Linked DNA regions of Macaca mulatta: region 2 is linked to region 1. A link is a contact called in public Hi-C data. All regions are on one chromosome and are shown on one strand. The core of a region is the stretch at or near the end of the contact, and the rest is flanking DNA. Distances in the headings are between cores, read along the strand shown. Region 1 has its middle 400 kb from the start of MEF2C. Region 2 has its middle 510 kb from the start of MEF2C.

Evidence for each region. A called contact is a pair of places that touch in the nucleus more often than the background predicts.
Region 2: a contact with region 1 is called in a Hi-C map of fetal cortical plate, with 2.1 times the contacts expected there. The contact joins two enhancer-like sites.

Annotation. Positions count from the first base shown.
Region 1 is chr6:95,705,225-95,708,425 of T2T-MMU8v2.0, forward strand. No RefSeq gene overlaps it. Among named protein-coding and RNA genes, the nearest start is that of MEF2C, 400 kb to the left of the region's middle. Within about 2 kb of position 1,772, at least 5 of the 40 cell types and tissues checked have an H3K27ac peak or open chromatin away from gene starts, as enhancers often do. A contact at or near this core is called in fetal cortical plate, where this site is marked.
Region 2 is chr6:95,809,540-95,813,055 of T2T-MMU8v2.0, forward strand. No RefSeq gene overlaps it. Among named protein-coding and RNA genes, the nearest start is that of MEF2C, 510 kb to the left of the region's middle. Within about 2 kb of position 1,307, at least 6 of the 40 cell types and tissues checked have an H3K27ac peak or open chromatin away from gene starts, as enhancers often do. A contact at or near this core is called in fetal cortical plate, where this site is marked.

The DNA of each region.
Region 1 (3,201 bases), core at 522-3,021:
CTGCAGGATCAAGGACGAGCCTGGAAGTTAGACCTGTATGTTTGTCCATGGTTCCCTCATGTTCTTCTAAATTAGACCTTGTAACTGCCATGGATTCTGTGGTAAAAAAATGTTGGAGGTAAAGGCAGTACTTGACACACAAAAAAAGATATATCATGATTCAAAGCCAAAATCATGTTAAATAAAAAATGCATAGTAAATATTTAGGTAGTGCTGTTTTATTTTAAATTTGACATAACTGTAGTAAAGTTGTGGATAATTCTATTAGAATAGCCGTTTTCTTCCCTGAAAGGGAAGGGGTCTTGTTGACAGGAGATGGATTGTTATGTTATCCCTTCCTTGTGCTACCTAAGGCGGTTTATTCAGATTACAGAGCCAGATGACTATGTAGGAAGGAAAATCTTCTTCCAAACATAGGAAGGAGGCTTTTAGGTGCACAGGTGTATGCTGCTTATAGGTAGGCATAATTATAGTTTAATCAAACCCTTGTGTGTCTCTGGAGACCACACTTTTGGCATGCCTTTTAATATTTTTCTTGAATCATCAAAATCTTTTACCTGTTCCCCCATATGTATTGGTATGTGTACACACACACACACACACACACACACGCACACACACACACACTTCTTTCTTATTTTATTTCTTTATCTTGGCTTGTGATCACTAAGGTTTCCAGTTTCTTTCATGACTTACATAGCCACACTAGAGAATGAATCATTTTGTTTTTACAGTTAAAAGGTAGGGAAGATAAACTTTAATTGCTACATTTAACCTGTGTGGCATTATTAAACTTAGGACATAATTTACTGACCTACTCTAATTTTTCTGGTTGTATAATCCTGAAAAGCACCCATGACAATTGACTAGAACAAAAGGCAAATGCACCTTTATTTGATAAGACAGACAATTTTTGTAAAAGAATTGGAAAACCATCTGTACTGTAAACTTTTGTGTCTCTTTTTCATTCCTGTTTACTCTGCTATTCAGTCCAAATAAAGATTGTTTCCACCTCAGCAACACAAAAATCACATGGACGATCCTTCAGGCTGTCAGTCAGAGGAAAGATATACATATGCCCAAAGTATACACTTGTGCTTGTTCACAGTGTTATTTGGGGAAAATATGTTGCATGTTCTCCTGGCTCTCCTAGTTTTACATTTTGAATTAATGCAATTTATTCTAATTTATGACAACTGTTTGAAAGACTTGCTCTCCATTTTTCCATTTATAAAGAGGTTGTTTACTTAGAGGGGAAAAAGCAGTAGGGAAAGTGGATTGCCTTGCACATTCAGGTGAAAAAAGCGAGTAGGCTTCCTGTCTTGGAGTCAGTGATGTGCACGAGGCTTGGGATTGTAAGGACATCTCTCGCAACGACTTTTTCTGTCTCTTTGGAAATAGGAATGAAATTATGGAGAACCTTTATTCTGCTTCTTAAAGAAAGCCTTACACAATTGAGTTAATTACCTCCCCCTCTTCTCTTGCTCTCTCTTCTTGTATTTATATAGCAGCCATCACCATAGTACCCTACACACGTTGATAAGAATGCTATTTTAGAAAAAAAAAAAAGGAAGAAGAAGAAGAAGAAGAAGAAGAAAATAGGCACATGGTAGAAAAGAAAGTTTATTTCTTGTGATAGCACAAGGTTCCTCTAAGGCTCAAAACCAGTAAAACAGTTTGGCCCCATTAGTGTCTCAACCATAGTAGATATTTAAGGAATATTTTTCAGTTGGCATTACTAGAATCCATTCTTCTGTCCTTGTTTAAAAACAAAATCTCATCCCAGTGTGCTCTATCCTGCCTTTATTATTCTTAGAAGGTCTCTGTTGTGAAGGGACTGCTTGCTGGAGAAGAAAGCTGAGCAGAAAGAGAATGACAGGGAGCACATGTAGGTTTCAGGGCCAGCCTAGGATCCAGATATCCCTTGGGGCTTTCATGAAATTCTGTTTCCTGTTGACAAATGGTACTTATCTTGTTAACTGTGTACATGTACATAGTGTTATACGGATATGTATAACTATAGCCACTAATGTCCTCAAAAGGAATCGCAAGTCATAGAGGTAAAAACATTATTATGTACCAGACACTTATAATCCCCTTATGTGTATTAACTCATTTAATTCTCATAAAATCTCTAGGAGGTATATCTATAGTTTTCAGCACCATTTTAAAAATTAAGAGGCTAGACGATGGAAACGCTAAATAATTAGCCCAGAATCATGGTTAGTAATGATCAGAAAAAGGGATTTGAATCAAAGTAGTCTCATTCCAGCTTCCATGTTCTTAACTACTATACCATGCTGACTATTTCTCAAACTACAAATCAATTCCATACTGAGTCAGTAATCATGGCTTGGAATAAACTTTTAGGGTAGTATTATTTTAAGGCCTAAATCTTACCAATACAACTTGGAGTAGGTAACTCACTACAAGACTTTCAAGAAAGGACTGCTGTAACTTATTCTTTGTTTACATGGGTTTACATTTTTAATGCAATGCATACTTAACCTGTAAAACCCATGCCCTTTCACTAAAAGCATGCATCCATATATTCATGTAAAGTTATTGATGATTCAATGAGAAATCATTTTGCTTTTGTATATGTGTTAGTCAATTGGGTGGGGGAGAATTCAAACACATACAGTTAAAATATTGCTTCAGTATGACTGGTGACATTTACAAAATATTATGGCATCAAGGAAGAAGGGTTTGGGGATGTAGACGTTGGGGTTAGTACAGAGTGTGGATGGGGCTAAGGATATGTACATGGAGAACTAGTTTCTTGAATTAAAGTCTTGAAGGGGTGATAAAGAGTTATGCAGCCAGGGAGTCAGGTGAGGCCAATCTAGGAAGAGGAAGCAGTTTGTTCCAAGATTTGAAGGTATGACAAAGCATGATGTCCATGAATATGATGTAACTGGAATGAGATGTCAAAGTGATAAGAGGTGAGGCTAGAAGAAAGAGTAGGGATCAGACCATGAAGAACCACTGGGTCTCCTATTCTGTAGGTAAAGGCAAATCATAAGAGATGAGTAACAGTTATGGGCTCATCTGACTTTTGTTTTCAGAAATGCACTCAGAGGTCAATGCCTGGGATGAGGGTAAAATCATGGGGAAAAGAAGCAGTGGAAGGATCTTAAGGCATAGTTATAGACACTACACTATAACCTTAATACTCAGAACAATTCTATGTATAAGACA
Region 2 (3,516 bases), core at 57-2,556, 100 kb after region 1:
GGAAGATTCTGCAGAATGCTTTTGCAGTTCATTTTTGTCCTACTTTTATGTATTCCATCAGAGCAGGTTCATTGTCTTAGGAAGAGGAGCAGAAAGATTTGTTAAATCATGAAGTGTTAAGAAGCCTTTCAGCTGAGAAAGATACACAATGTACAAAGCAGTTAAAACAAATCATACAGTATAACCTGTTAAGGATGTAATTGAGATACATGTAATCATTAACCTTGGAACAGACTGGGAATCTGTTAATAAATCAAATCAATACCCTCTCCACTGATCCATAATAATTTGAAAGAAATGAAAAATTTAACAGTTACTGTATGTGAGGTTATCGTGGGCTGCAATTAGCTAGCCTCCAGGAGATTATGTTACCTAGTTACCAGAAGGTAAGTATAATTTCCGTAGATCTTCTGGAGAGATTGTCATAAAGACAGGTGCTAGACATTGAAAAGGGTTAGGAAGGGATATCTGGTACAGCCCAAACCTGGGTCATCTTTCAATAATTTCATTCCATCTATCCTCCTTATGACATTTCACACTCCTAGTTCAAGTGAATGTATTGCTTTGAAAAGACATTACAATTTAATTTTTGTCGGTTAAAAAAGTGATTATCCCCTTTATATCTTACTAAACATTTAGATCTCACATGAGATGGCAAAGAGGTCAAGGCAAAAATTCTGCATTTGGGAAAAGAATAACATGTGGGCTTCCTCCCACAGGCAAGACACTTGCATATAAAAGTATTTCATGTTTATACAACCCCCCTCTACCCCCCGCCAACCTCCATCTCAACAGTTCCAGAATGGTCATTATTGCCAATAGAATATACAGAAGAATAGTGAAAAGGAATGAATGCTTTTGCATCTATTGCATCCTCACATTTTTCACACCCCCATTTTGCAAGTAGTATGTAGTACCCTACAAAATAGTATATAGAGAGGAAAATGATCCCAGGGCCCATTGCTTTTATATATATTGCTTTGATGTAAATCTTAGAAGAAACAATCATGGTATAGAAGTTCCATAGGAAAATCTCAATTTGGGGAAGATATAAAAAGAGATATTGCCATTCTCTAGGGAATCAGTAAATAAAACGGAGAACAGAATTTTTTAAAAATGCATGTAAAATATATGCGTATGGAAATGTTAAGAGCCTTATTTTATAATGCCAAGGAGGGCACAAGATAAAAACTGTTGTCATTTGTTTCCAGGGAAAGCAGTCGGTGAGACCAGGCACAGTAGGATAGTTAGTTAGCTACCACATGTAAAGCTGAGAGCAGATGGTGCCGTTGATATAGAGCGCAGGAATGTGCGTGTTTATGCGGGTGCGTTTCTGTGCGTGTGCGTGTGGAAACCAGCAAGGAGTTTGACACTGATGTACTCCATCAAGTCCAGTTATAAAGAACAAGTAGATAGAACAACATTCTGTGCATCTGGCAGCCTAACTAGCTCTGTCAATCTGTGGATACTGCTGACATTGTACTATAAGCTTCGATTCCATCTGTGTTGTTTATTTTGAGCTGGATTTACTGCACACTATGTGAATTGATGATGGCTAGAAGGTCCAAAAGATTCTGAGTCTGTTTAAAGTTCCAAGGTGTCAAATTACACAGGATTGTGTCACGAACATTATGAAAGGGTAAGTGGAGAGGCAAACTGATTTCAGTATTTGTTAGACGTCCAAGAAAAATTGCCGAAAATATAGATGAAGAAGGTTTATGAAAACATATAAAGAGTACATATGAACTCCTGCAATCAAATGTTTCCTTTTCAAGTTGCATTGTGTCATTTTAAAAAATTCAAAATATGTACAAACAAATAGACAAGTCAAATCAGCTCTCCACTCTGGGGTTGTGACATGCATATTATTCAAAACTTTCTGATCAGTACCATATTAAATTGCCAGAATTAAGGAATGGACTTGATGAGTGAGGGTTGTGCCTGCCTTCTTTCTGAATGGCTAGATCTGAGGAACAGGTATATTTCTATGTACCCACTATTCAGTTATTCTGTGAAGATCCTTTCTTGCTTCAATTTCTTTCTGTATAAGAAGATGTTTATAAATCTTTCTACCATACAGTTTAGGAAATAGACTTTGCTATCATCATCAAGAAATCATGAAATAAATTGAGAATATACTTTTTCCTGAAAATCATATACATTTATGTGAGAAAGCGACACTAATTGGGATAGGTCATCAATTTCAAGGCTTTTGTCCATTTTAATTTTCAACACAATGTGCAGCTGAATGCTATGCCTGCATGATGCTGGAACATTCTCGTGAACAGAGAGAAAAGAGATTTAATGATTCAAGCATTTAATTTGCATCTGCATATCAGATATCATTTAATTTATGTGGCTGCTCTTGTCTGCTTATGTAGTAAGTAGCCCAGATCAGAATTTTCCTGTACCAACCAAACTCTATGCAGTTTAACTTGCAGTCATTGAATGAAAAAGCATTTTGTTTATGGTATAGAAATTTCAATTCGTGCTTTCAACTCCTTTCAGTTAGTGGTTGGTTATGGTTGAACTGTGTCACTGAATACAAATATATTTATATGTAACTCTGCTCCTCTTTAAAGAAAAAAAATTTAATTATCTTGCCTTATTTGTTTCAGAGCTAGGGCATCAAACAGAATCTGTGAATGTAGTTCATTTGATTGGTAATGTTTAATATTCATCCGTTAAGTGGGTACTTATCCATATTCATAATATATGCGAGGTAATGTGAGATATGTAACCCAATATATAATCCCTAGTCTCAAGAAACTTTAATATCTAGTTGAGTAGGTAAACCATTCTTACAAAAATATCAAATAGCAATACATATATTCAATATCAATTAAAAAATACAAGGATGGCACAAATTGGATTTAAAGTTGGAAAAGATTCACTAGTCTTCTACCTGCCAGACACTATACTGGGTAATTCCTCTCATTAGGTGTCTCACCTAACTCCTCAACAACTCTGTGAGATGTTTTCCCCCATGTTTGAGATGAAGACAGAGGGGAGAGTAGATATAACTTGTCTGGGCCACACAGCCACTAAATGACTAAACAAGATTTTACTTCAGTTTACCTCCATAAGCACATATTGAACATCTGTTCTATACCAGGCATAGTGTTTAACACTGAGATAAATAAAATGAAAAATCTGTTTTAAGAAGTGTAGAGACTTGTAAGGAATAAAATAGAAAAAGTTTACTGGGAATATAATGCAGTAAGTGCTGAAATAGATGTATTTACATAGGGAATGATAAAAACAGAGGAGAGAGCACCTAGCTCAGAAAGGTAATTGACTTAGATGGGGGAGGAAAATGTGACAGGCTTCCAAGACAAGGAACAGGCACAAAAAAGAGTACAGCGGCACAAACAACAGGGCTAGCGGGAAATGCAGCTTTTGCAGCATACCATGGTAACTCATGTGACCAGTGAGGGAGGAACACATTTAACATTATGCATCATGGTAGGAAGTAAACCCAGTGGGCTGAGGTATTGAGACAAGGCTTGAATTAAA